Regions from separate parts of the Drosophila melanogaster genome. Here region 2 is linked to region 1. The links are chromatin contacts, called in public targeted proximity ligation maps. All regions are on one chromosome and are shown on one strand. The core of a region is the stretch at or near the end of the contact, and the rest is flanking DNA. Distances in the headings are between cores, read along the strand shown.

Region 1 (6,386 bases), core at 320-2,819:
TTTATAGTATAATATAATAATATTTGTAATATTAATCTTTAGGATCCATCTATTAAAGATATTAATGGTCATTAAAAGATAATTTTCCATTTTTATTGTTAAGCATGAAAAGATACCCCAATCTGGATTCATTTTTTTACCATATCAATTGAATTATTTTATTGACAACAGACAATTTTTCAGTTTAGATATCAATCAGTGCCGCACAGCTATAGTTTCTCCTCTATAAACCTTCTTCGCATCAGCATCATGTTTTTTATGCAAATTGGCTTTACTTTCGGTCTGATTGGTTCCATTCGATCTCTTTCGTTTCGCGCAGTTTGTTCCGTTTCCGCAACTGATTGATTTGTTGTTGTTGCAGTTGGGGTCTTAATGGAGTTATCAAATAATACAAAATTCAATTGAAGTTTTTTACGAGTGCGGCTAGGCAAATGATTTTGCTTGGTCATGGAAGATATCAAAGTGAAAAAAGAGTGAAAGGCTTGGAATGCTCTTTAGTGCTTAGCGCTTTTAATTGTGTTTAGCTTTTTTAAGCCGGTTGGAAAACGCAGATTTTTATTCGTTAAGTGCTGCAATTTCTTCATCGCCTGGCGGCTTATATAAATTATTTAAACTCTTTTTGTATGCTTCCAAATGATTATTACTGTCTGCGAGCGCGTGAAATGGTTTTGTTTTTCTGCTTTGATTGGCTAATTTGATGTTTGTTGCTTGGGCCACGTTTGTTGCCGGTTTACGGCGTCTCAAGGCCATTTTGTCGTAGTGCCCATTTACATGCATTAGGATTTAAAGTCATACATATGTGCCTTGTAAAGACGGAATATGTACATACGGAATGAAATCACCAGGCGTGACACACGGGCTATTTAAAGAGTCATATTCAGATATTTGGGTGACTGTTTATGGCTTATTAAATATATAATTATTACGAAAAGAAGTCAATTTATCAATTTCTTAATAGTAACTAGCCCATTATACTTATAAATCAATAGAAGTGTGTGAAATTCAGATCGAAAGTTCAAATTTTGAAAAATCTTTCTTCATTTAAATATCGGCAAAAATGTAAATTTTCAAAGAATATTTCAACACATAAATTTTCATTGTGCTCCATTAACAATTTCATGTTTGTGTTCCGTATTTAGAATCCACAAAATACACAGAATAAACTGGCAAAATTCGTAAATGAAAGCATAAAAACTAACGGTATTTACATGGAACAGCTAAAAGTTTTACTCTTAGCCATTCAAGTTCTTTGGAGGTTTCCATTTAAGGCATGCAGAACAAATATGTTATGTTTTTATGATTTGCCGAGTTCCATAGATAATAAGAACCTCTTATCTAAACTGACGTCTGAGTTTAATGCTCATACATGGCCAAATATTTGCCCAAATCGCATATCCCCCTGAAAAGCTTGAGATTATTCAGCTACGCCAACTAGTAACAAATTTCCATAAAGCTTCGAAAGAACAATCATAAAAATGTTTATTAAATTTATTTCACTCGCTTATTGTAGTTGTCCAAGCTATTATTATTCCGTCTGATAAGCGTTTTGCACCCGCATGGCTATGGGCATGGGTTCAGAGTTTTTAGCTTGATTGGCTCGATGCGGGATTTCGATTACGAAATTCTTTTAATGGACTCGCTCAGCGCCCCTTGAACGATACCCTGTACACTCCGCTTTGCGGGGTGTGTCAGGTATGTTAATCAATTGGGATATATACATATTACGTTTTTTCAATTTTATTAAATGTATTACAAGACTTCCATGACATATATTATATTATAAGTAAATGTCCGAATGACTTGCGTATTAAACCATTTTTCCAACTTATGGTTTTTGAGCACACTTGGTATGCTATAGTCGAACCATTTATGACTCTTCCTAGTTGCTCGAAGCATAAACGTTCCGACTTGCGGGAAAACAAATTTTCTGTTTATTGTTCAAAAATTGTATCTGTGGTGTGGGGTCGGTCGAATGGCTTGTGTTATTGTTTATGCGGAATGTTGAATTCGGAATGCCACATGTGTGGGGCTGCTGAGTTGCTCTGTTTATAAAGCAAAGCGCTGTTTAGATTTAGAAATGCATTTAATGCCCGGGGACGCCGATTTCTCGGAATCTTTCGCGGCTTGGGGCCAAACTGAGTTCCAGGGAAAGGTCAGTTTTTCAGGGTGTTAGGGCGCTTTTTTTTATATAGTTTTGACCCCGAATTCCCAGTAAACGTTTTAAGTCCCGTTGCCTTTATTTTCGAGGCTTTCCCATTGCGCAACGAATGGCAACTGTTTTCGGTTTGTACATTTCGACTGGGCTTTGACACCGGTTTCTTTTATTTTGTTATTTATGCCCACTTGTCAAGCCGCTTAGCCAAAAAACCAAAAATTAAAAGAGAAAAAATGCAAGAAATTAAACTGAAAATTGTTATTAAAAGCGCGTACAAGACGACAAACGATGTCGACGCGGAAAATTAGTTGCCGAGCGACTGAATGAATGAATGACTGAATGAGTGACTGGAGTGGACAGTTTAGTGAGGGGCGGTGAGGGGGCGGGGCAGGTGAAAGCCGGTAAGCCATTTCGCAGCTGGGGAATTGACTGACTTACATTGCCGAATGCCTGTGGCCACTTGGACGATTTCCTGTGGTTGCATCTCCCGCTGGGTTGACTGACCACAAAAGCAGAAATATAAAACGAGAAGGCGGCGCGAGGGGGGCGTGGCAGATTAGCTAATTTCATGACTCACCTGCCGAATAATTAGCGATGGGCGTGAGGCTCAAACGGCCGACTAAACGTGGCCAATAAATTCTGACACGCTATTAAAATTAAAGAAAAAATATGTTTCAACGAGGAACAGGGGGTTTTGACCAGCGAACGAGTGACTGACTGGGTGGCCTCAAAGGAAATTGGGGGTGGCACCGGCGGTTGGTTAATAGAAATTGCCTTGCGTGCTATTTGTTGCCAAACAAACACAAGCGAATGTGCCAAACACAAATAAATAGTAAATATATAAATGTCTATGACTAACACGCGCCTTAAACGATCCCACGACTATGAGGCTTATTGCTGAAAAATAGGGCCTTTTGAGCGAATAGGTCTGATGACAAAGCTAATAGGAAAGGCAGATTGAGAAAGTATTATTGTATTGTAAGTAATCAAACTTCCTCAAAAGAGGCAATTGCTCTAAACTAAAGTGATTACTTTTTGATTATAGAAATATTTTCCGCTTCTTTTAGCAACTATCTTAAGGCTAAATTTCCAATAACATGAACATATAAATGTATACATAGTTGTTCTACAAGTTGTCATTCTTCGGATTGCGATAAAAGTGTTCAACTATTTTCCTACAGCGCAAGGCTGAAACTTTTTCCAAAAACGACCGATCATACACAAATTTGCTTTTAGTCAAAACACAAGTTTCACTTGCGCTGGTTTATTTATTGAACTGTTTTGGCCTGTTTCTATTTCTGTTGTTTCTGGCCTGGTTGTCTAAATATTTACAGCAGGCAAACACACCCACTTTGTGGTAAGCAAATAGATAGAACCAAACCCAATTTTTTTTTTTTTTTTGGCCAACAACATATGGAAGCCTTTGTGGAAATTAGCAAACTCTTAACCCCTGACTACACGCACAGCTGATTAACCCACAGCTAGCCGACGAGCCCCTTTCTAGAAACACAATACCCAAAGCTTTCGTGGACGCCGTGGAATATCTATGCATCAGGGGGGGATTGGGGGTGTTTTGTTGGCGACGACTTGTGATTGTTTGTTACCTGACTGCTGCTGGCATTTCTGCTATCCTGTTGAAAAATCAGGGAAATCTATTTATTGATGTTTTGCGCACAAACCCCTGATGGAAGCGACAGAGATGGAACGAGGGTTCCCCAAGGGTCGACGAATATATGACATCACAGCAGGAGAAGGTATGCAGACGCGACAAAAGCTTTCAAGACAAACAAAAGCTTTCTGCACACAGAGAAAAAAAGTTGTTTCTAAATGCTTTAAAACGGTGAAAAACCTTGCCAACAGAACACAAAATACTTTAAATATGTACGTTTTCTTAATATAGATACATATATGTCTTTATTTATTTCAATATATTCCATGTATAATTTATGAATTTCATATTTTTTTATTATTAAATTTTAGTGCAGTAAAGACTTAAATATTCGAAAATTAATGGTTTATTCTCTTTGTGCAATCAGCTTGTAACACTCCTGCACAGCTCTCTCTCTCTCTCTCGCTCATCGTTTTGTCTCTGCCGTATCCTGTTGCTGACGTCATAGCTCCTGTTTTGGCGACTCCTGTTGCTCCTGTCGGCCATCCAGCCTGTGCCATTTGCTGTTCGCCGGTTGATTCGAGGCGGAGTATTTGAGTTAGAGTTGCTCAATGGCGGGCTCCCGGTTCCGCCCCTTTGGCCCCACCACCGCCCCATCCACCGTGAATCATCCATCCTGAGAAAGAACCTTACCACTTTTTGCGGGTGGAGAAATACTGGAGTGGCAGCAACTTCCCCTGCCGAAGGTACATTATTCTGGATTGTGCGGCATCCAAGAAGTTGGTCCATGTCTTAGACTTCCATCTTACGAAGGGGTCGGAAAATGCGGGAAATCGGGTCCAAGGGGCCGCCGCTTTGTTTGTGTTGTGTGTGGAGCGGCCATTTTCTCCATGGAGCCAATTAGCACCAGGCGGCCAGGAAACGGAAGCTGGAAAACGCTCGCCCGTGGCTGTCGATTTTCCATTTTCTTCCCCAGGAGGAGGCGGATGCCGATGCTCCTACAAAATCCCCGAGAGAGAGAGATGGCTGTACAAAGATAGAAAGAGAGCACGAGAGTGAAGCTTCCGAAAAGCTCCTGCCGGTAGGAGGCTGAGCCCCCCTCCCCATCCCCACCCCCACTCTCTTTTCGGGGCCTTTGTTATCCTGCACACATGTGTGTCCTTTATGCAGACGGGCTGTAGCGTCGGGTCAAGGCTGCCACCCCCAGCTGCCACTGCCGAATGCCACGTCCAACATGCAACATCCTTATGCCAGCTGACATAAATGCGCTATAACAGATGGGTATCTCAAATCAATGCAGTGCTTTGTAGTCTGTAAATCTGCTCTTCCAAAAGGAGCAAAGTACTCTTCTATCTGCTACTTATTTCATTTGAATGATATGTGATGGTCGCTTCATTTAGTATGCTATCTGTGTGGGCAAACAAATCAACTTCAAATGCAGAGTATTTCAAGGTTCGATTAAACTGTCGTTTTGTAACTATTCCGTTGTAGAGGGCTCAGACGAGCATGTGCAGCCATTTGGAGGTTGGGTTTTGATTGAGAACAACGAGCTTTCACTTTTTGAAGGACTTAATCCGTTTTGGCTTTAGTTCACCGCTGGCTACGCTTCGTTCTTAGTATTTCGCTTAGTTCGTGGCTGAAATGCATATCTGGGTCAGCTGTTGTTTGGCTGTTTGTTCGACTTGCATAAGCCAGTCCGGCGGCATGAAAAACCCCCCATTTCAGCCCCAAACCCAAACTCAAACCCAACCCCGTTTTTCAACCCTGCCGTGTTTGGTTAGCTGCTGCAAATGAGGAAGCCTAAAATAGCGAGCCAAACGCGTTACGTGTTGGCGTCGCACTGCACAAAGTTGCAGCAGCGGCAGCAGCAACAGCAGCAGCAACATCAGCGCAGCAGTAGCAGCAATCGATTGCAGGGGTCCGGTTACCAACATTTTCCTTCTCGGCTCGCAGTTTTTAGCCGTTTGTTGCGTTGATAAGAACGTCGACGAAAGCGAAAGTCACTGTGCTATAAGATGTGAGCCACAATTAGCGACCAGCTGCAACACTCTTACCACCTCAGCTGTTTGAAGGAATAATACGAAACACAGCTACTCTCCAGTGATTTGCATCTAAAATAAGAAATAACAAGATATTCACTACTATTAGTGTGCTTCGTCTGTGTTAATATATAGAAATAAAATATTAGTTCAAGTTGAAGTGCCACTTGAGAGCAGGCTGCACATTACCAAAATGCAGCGACCCTCGTCGAATATCTCCAGTAACATCATGAACCGCATGTCCATCTTTGAAAGTGAGTCAAGACAAGAGGCTGCCGCGTGAATAATTCATTCGCTTTTATATTCACACATTCGTTCATTTATTCATTGCTGTTTGAAGCCATTCTTGTAGGCAGACAAAAGAGGTGCACACTTCTCCCAGTCAGTGAAATCGTGTCTATTTCTATTTGTTTGGCTTTTTCCACCGACTCGGCTTTCGGCGATGGTGTAAAATGATTAGGTACATCCACTGAACACGGATAAAAGTGTAGAAAACACACGGTTGATAAGCTTGTCTTTCAACAGCAGGAGTTAATAAAGTTTTGAAAAAACTTAAAAAAAAATCCGTGATACGGTTTGATTC
Region 2 (6,460 bases), core at 3,792-6,291, 73 kb after region 1:
ATCAGCATACGCCAATAATGGGCGGAAAGGAAAGCAATCTGTAGGTGTTTGAGTTGGTTAAGGAAACGCGGGGGAACGTCGAGCAGTTTTGCTGAGCACTTGATCATCGGCGGGCAATATCGGTCAGACTAAGAAAGAAGGTTTTTAGATGCCCACGAATCCGTAGACTTCCAGCACCCGAATCTCGAAGTCGCCCGACGGACACAGCGGCGGATTGTTAAAGGTCTTGCAGCTGTCCGTCTTTCCGAAACGAATGTTCTCGTCCATCCAGATGGCCTGCCCCTCGCTGTAAAATAGAGTGGAGAATGAAATATAAGGGCAGTGGTAGCCACGCGAGCAGCTTGAATCTTACCCGCCACCAATAGTGATCATCTTGGAGTCGGCCGCCATAAATAGTTCGGAGCTGTGTCCCAGGTCCTTGTCGCCCTCAATGCCCACCCATGGGTACTTGGCTCTTTCTGGATATAGGGAGAACAAAAAGGTTTCGCCCGTACCGAAGTAGGCCTGTCGCTGGCCCTTGTCATCTTTTACATTTCTTTCAAACCAGCGCGAAGAGCAGTAGGCACCAAATACCTAATAAAAAGAATCAAAATTTGATTTAGAAACTATTCAAATACCACATTTTCACCACGTTTTCACATCAAACAACCTTAGAACATTGTAATTTACCTCATTATTGCACGTCTTGATCATGAGCAGCGTGGGTTCATGCTGCTCCACCCGAACGTAGAACGTGGTTAGTGAGCAGCCGTGCTCCTCCGTGGTGTAGAGCAGCACCGGTTGGTACATTGTTATCCGCACGGGCAGCCAGGACCACAGCGTGAACAGCTATGGGAGAACGAATGGCATGTTTGTTAGCAACTCATCCGAACACGATTGAAAGCTAGAACTTGTCTACAACTACGAGTAACGTATTGAAAAGGGTAGCAATTAGCCAATGACAGAACAAAATACGTTGGCGTGGGTAAAGTAGAGTGAAAGAACATGAACTAAGAGGCCAAAAGTTCAACGAAAAAACAACTAAAAGCCGGGGTTACGTAACATATAAGAGGCAACAACTCTCGATGAGGTCTAAAATCTACAGAGAATAAACTATGGCGCAGTTCACTTCCAACTGTAAGCAGCGGCGGCGGCACGGCAGCAGCGCATCTCAAACTGTGGCTCGGCGGCACTCAAACTGTAAGCTTATTGCGGACTTAATTTAATACTAATCATTTGCGACTCTCCAATTCTCAGATGAAATGCAGACTACTGACAATTAACAGTTAACAGCAGGACAATGACACTATTACAAAGACAGGGACTGTTTTGAAATATTATCTAGGACGGGCACGGAATGAAAACTGTTTCTAAATTTGGATGGGAGTTTCAAGGAATAATTGCATTCACTTTAATGGAATCACGGAATGGATTGTAATGGCAATGGGGAGGGGAAAACAGGTTGGAGGGTTTTCAATATGCAATGCAATGCTTACAAATTGTCTATCCGTCCAGGTTTTTATGAAATTCTTTGTGCCCGGCAAACCAAAATGCTATGAAAAGATATAGATGGATATATAGCAAAAAATTATATGCAATGTGGCGGATGAGATCTTGGGAGAACGCATGAAATCGACTTATAGATGTGCTAGCTGACTCTCCTATACCCTTCATTCTAACGTATTCGTTATGGCAAGAATTGGGACCCAAACTGGATTGACGTAACTAAAACTCAGAGATAATCAATTATAGTGGAAGAAATGCCAACTACACTGAAAACTTAAAAATGATGGCAAACGAAACTTTACGAACGGAATAAATCAACTACAATAGTTTCCATTCGATTGAAAACAAATTCTGGCACTACATGCAGTTTTTGTGGCTTGAATGAAATGCGGATAAAAAGTGAGCCAAAAGCATCAAGATATTTTCGAGTTATACATATTATAGTACGAATAAAGTGTGTTTTGTGGTTATCTCGGTGGGAATTGTTGATTGGCTTTATATTGGAGTGGAGTGGAGTGGAGTGGACTTTGACTTTGACTTTCACTTACATCTTCGTTCTTACAAGCTTGACTTTTCAGATTGTGTATGGGATAAACGCCCATCGCGATTGCTCTATGACCGGGCGATTTTTCACCCTACAGTTTATACATAATCATGATGGATGAAATATTTAACAGAATGCACCCAAATGCGGCCAATGAACCCGTGGAAATGTATTTCATCGAATTCAGAAGTATGTATGTATACATTGATTAAGCGTACGCAAATTTATATTGTATTTCGCAATTATTATTTTTGTAGTATCGTTAATATTCATTCATTCGTTGCCAAGGCAGCAAAAAAAGTACAAGAAAAATAGAAATAACGTTTTATATATTGATTTCATATATGGAGCAAATTCACTTGAGGATTATTGTTGGTTTATGTATTTCTGTATGTGAGTATATAGGCTTTGCAATATATTATTTCATTTTATCACAACGAAAAGCAACGGAAACGAATAAAAAGCTATACAGTGTGGTTATTTTATAAATGTGGTTATTGTGTAGGCTGTGTTTTTGCTTTGCTTGATAAGTAACGAAACAGTAACTGCAAGAAGTTATTTCATTCCGCGAAATAATACATGACAAAAATCAAACACAACACAAAAGTCAAGTGGAAGCAGAACGGACACAAAAATCGAGTCGAATCAGTTCGGAGAGAGAGCTTGAGAATTAACTGGACGCCTTAAACCATCAGGACTTGATCCAGTTGATTCCGAAATTAAACTTTTCATATGTACACATATTTGATATTTGATTTCAATTTTAAATTAAAACTTTCCTATTTTCATGCTTTCGTAACTCGACTCGAGCAAATTAAGAAAATTGAAAGTAGATTCAACTCATTCAAAGACGGTGTGGAAAGAAAAACAACAGATCAAGCAGAATCAATCAAACATTGGCATCTTTTTTGTTTTGTAATAATAATTTTGTATAGCTTTTCACGGCCTCATACCAAATTGCGACAGCTCTCGGAGTGCAGCTTCTGGTTTTGTTTATTTATTGGGTGCGTTGTTTCAGAGTTGAAGAAGTTGTGAGAGAAACATAAACAGAAAACGAATAAAAATAAATCAGAGTTTACCATTAGACAAGGTGTTTTGCTTGTAGTGCTGTGCTGTGTGAATAGTTTCATTTGGGTCATTACTAACTGAAGGAATGCCTAACTCGGTTTCTGTTTGTATTCAGTATTCTGTATTCTGGGTACTGTGTTCGCTGTGTATGCTGTGTGATGGTGGGTTGGAGGGGGCGCGTCGATTGGGTTAGGGATTAGATTCACATACCTCTCGGATGGTCAGGGTGTGGGACATCATTTGGATGTTGACCTGCGACTGACTAGTGGGCAGATTATCACTTGAACGCGATTTGATTAATTGCTTCGAACCGCTGGTGAGCACGGAGCGGCTTTTTAGTAGCATTTCAGTCTTGATAAATATTCTAGAAATATACTGGGTACTGCAAGAGAAGAAACCGGGCATTACAAACTGATCTCATTGATCATTAGTTAACATTTTAACTACCTCAGTCCCCTAATACTAAACGCGGCATGGAGCAACTTCGCCGGCGACACTGGTATCTTCTTGCAGAACTTGATCAAAGCGTTGCCAATGTCGTTTTTAATGTTGTCCGGACTCCATTCGTTGTTCGACTGGCACTCCTTGTGAAACAGGTTGAGTATGACGAGGGCCACGCGGTACAGGACCTTGATGCCCTCGTGGAAGTAGCAGTCCATGATCCGCACCAGATGCTGGAAGGGTAGACCGGCTAGAATCCACCAGCACCAGTCCATGAAGATGCGTTCTAGCTTCAGGCCCGGGCAAATACGTTGGAAATACGAAGTAGCACTTTTCTAAACGATACACTTTTGATTAGCATTTGATCGATGTGTACTGCTGTACTGCTGTACTGGGAGTCTACTACTTACTGTGTGCTTTTTGGCTATCTGCATCACCGTCTTCCAAGTGACTTCGTGCTGTAGTTTGGTTTGATTGATGAATACCTTCTCCTTGCTACCGACCAGACCGGCCAGACATATGTACGCCTCCTCCTCTGGAAAATATGAATTATATCAAAATGCATTATTAGTACCGAATGTTAATAAAGAATCTAATGACTTCATTTTAAATGTACTGAAATGTAGTTCTTATTATTAATTGAAATATTGCTAATATAATTTCATTTCGAATATAATTGCCTTAATAGTTATCCGCTCATTTTCTGCTTACAATACCAACGTGTCGTATACGTAATATTCGATATTTGATACGCCCGTTGGCACTCGTACGCAAGATCGTATTGCAGTTTTTCTAGCAATTATCTATTTAATAACAGCCCTAACCTTAGCCACAATTTATGCAGTTACCACCCCCGCACCCCCTCCCTTCCTGATCCGCGTCCAATTTAATTGTGGAACTGCAGCAGCTCGACTTATAACATTCGTGGTGGTTTGGTTTGGTGTGCATATCTACATATACGTACGTACATATATGTATGTATGTATACACACTGAATTACCGCAATGACGCAGCGCAAATTAAATTGAGAATGCGTCGAGCATCCGTCGGTGGAGTGCACTTTGACCAGCATCACCGCCATTTCCCCGCCCCAACCACGCCCTCTTCAATTTTCCATAATTAGCCGGCACCATTTTTTCAGCAACCTGTGTATGTGCGCTCTGATTATTTGATTTCTAAATTAGATCAAATTATGCAATGTCACAGTGTTGGAGCTATAAATACCCTCTGGGAGTTTTGCTCGAGCTGTTTTTCAGGCAATCGTGAGAGAGTCATTAGCGTTCGTGAAAATATTAGGCAGGCATTTAAAAAGTAATTGTGCGCGCAACGGGAGGGAGCGCAGTTTGGGGTGTGGACTTTAAAGGACTTTAAATTTAATTTAGATAATGAACCGACTTGAACCTTCGCAGGGCGATAAGGAGTCATCGGATTGATTTGCTGCATTACAAAGTTTAATTAGTTTCAAACGCCGCGGGGTAAACAAAGGTCTTATCAGCGGATTTCGCCGGCTTATCAGTGGATTACACTGGCCCCAGGCGGTTCGACTTAGTTTCCCCGGATTGCTCTCATTTGCCAGGGCATCGGATGCAGGGCAGGGTCTGGAGTATAGTACATATAGTGTGCTGAACTTTATCTATTGCGGAAAGACAGCTGGAGTCCGGGCAAACATTTGATAAGTTCATTAAATATTCAAGAGCCTCGCTATATATAGACTATGACGAGCGTTAGACACTGCAATTGCAATAATTCGCCAACATTTGCATTCTGGTCAAACTTTTAACGACCCCTCACATACTCATTATCAGTCGGCGCGAAAGCAAAAGTAAACAATTTCAATTGAAATTAATCAAGTAACTGATAATAACGATTTAAAACTGTGGTAAACGCGAGCGTGCCAAAGAAACAGAATACCAGAAACCAAAGGCATCACCAAAGCTACTTTTGAATACAGACAAAGGTCGATTGGCTAATGAGACAGAATGTTAAGTCGGTAGACGTCAGAGAGCACGTGTCGAGTTATTTATGAGATATAAGCCAACTAAAAATAGCCAAAGATAGCCAAAAGACCCACAGCCGAGATACACGAACAGAAACCAGGAGTCCAGTCCATCTGCTCTCCTACTTTAATTAGCTCAACAAACTCAAGCATAAACAATGTAAATATGGCAAGACAAAAACAAAAGCGGAACTTACACACGGCCCACTTAATAGACTTAGATAAAAGCAAAAATAACATTTTTGAATTGCTAATCGGCGGAGAGCAGCAGACAAGCAAATCTGAGTAGGCATGAAGAAACTGGGAAATAGCTCTATAAGAAATAGACGGTATGGATTTTAGAGCTTTCTGAATGAAGCTGATAAGATACACACTATTTACCTGTGTTTTGCCCCGTAAAGTGCCGCGAAACAAAGAGATACAATTCAAATCCCCCTTTTACGCCTGGGGAACCTTGAAAACCCGCCTCCATTTCACTTATTTAGCTGGCTAATGCATATGCATGGGAAAGGGCAGAGAAATGCAAATTAAAGCAGGGCTATATTCCAATTTTCACTCTCTACCTGAGTCAAGTCTGACGTCAGAGTGCTGGGCCATTAAAGCCAAGTACTGCGAAATATTCCATATACTTTAATCTGAATTGTGCGTGCCCGGCATTGCCAACTATTTGATGTGATGATGAGCACTCCGCATAGGAATCGGGTAAGCCAGGTATACCAAAGCGACAATGTTTGGGTAGGGCGCAAAAACACAAACAGAACAATGGGGAGCCAGAACGGTGGAGAATAGAACTGGCAAACAAATCCATAAACGATGGGGAGCACATATGTGCGCATTTGCCTATCTGCTGCTGCCTTGTCTTCTGTCTGCGTTTTATGCGAGTTTTATGCTCACGTGTTGGCATTATTAGCCAAGCACAACGCAAA

What was found.
Region 2: a contact with region 1 is called in a targeted proximity ligation map of the Kc167 cell line, with 2.2 times the contacts expected there. A contact is called at or near these places in 6 of 107 Hi-C or Micro-C datasets (the D17-c3 cell line, the Kc167 cell line, the ML-DmBG3-c2 cell line and 3 more) and 1 of 7 datasets of targeted methods (the Kc167 cell line).

The regions. Positions count from the first base shown.
Region 1 is chr2L:20,804,317-20,810,702 of dm6, forward strand. All of the region lies in intron 1 of CG9328, which reads left to right. Among named protein-coding and RNA genes, the nearest start is that of CG33322, 8.7 kb to the right of the region's middle.
Region 2 is chr2L:20,873,605-20,880,064 of dm6, forward strand. It overlaps CG43739, which reads right to left. Exons shown (of 11, transcript NM_001273719.1): 6 at 3,949-4,073; 7 at 3,545-3,873; 8 at 3,308-3,479; 9 at 670-828; 10 at 353-573; 11 at 1-286. It overlaps sky (skywalker), which reads right to left. Exons shown (of 11, transcript NM_206017.3): 6 at 3,949-4,073; 7 at 3,545-3,873; 8 at 3,308-3,479; 9 at 670-828; 10 at 353-573; 11 at 1-286. The coding sequence ends at 145. It also overlaps asRNA:CR44981. Among named protein-coding and RNA genes, the nearest start is that of CG14401, 7.0 kb to the left of the region's middle.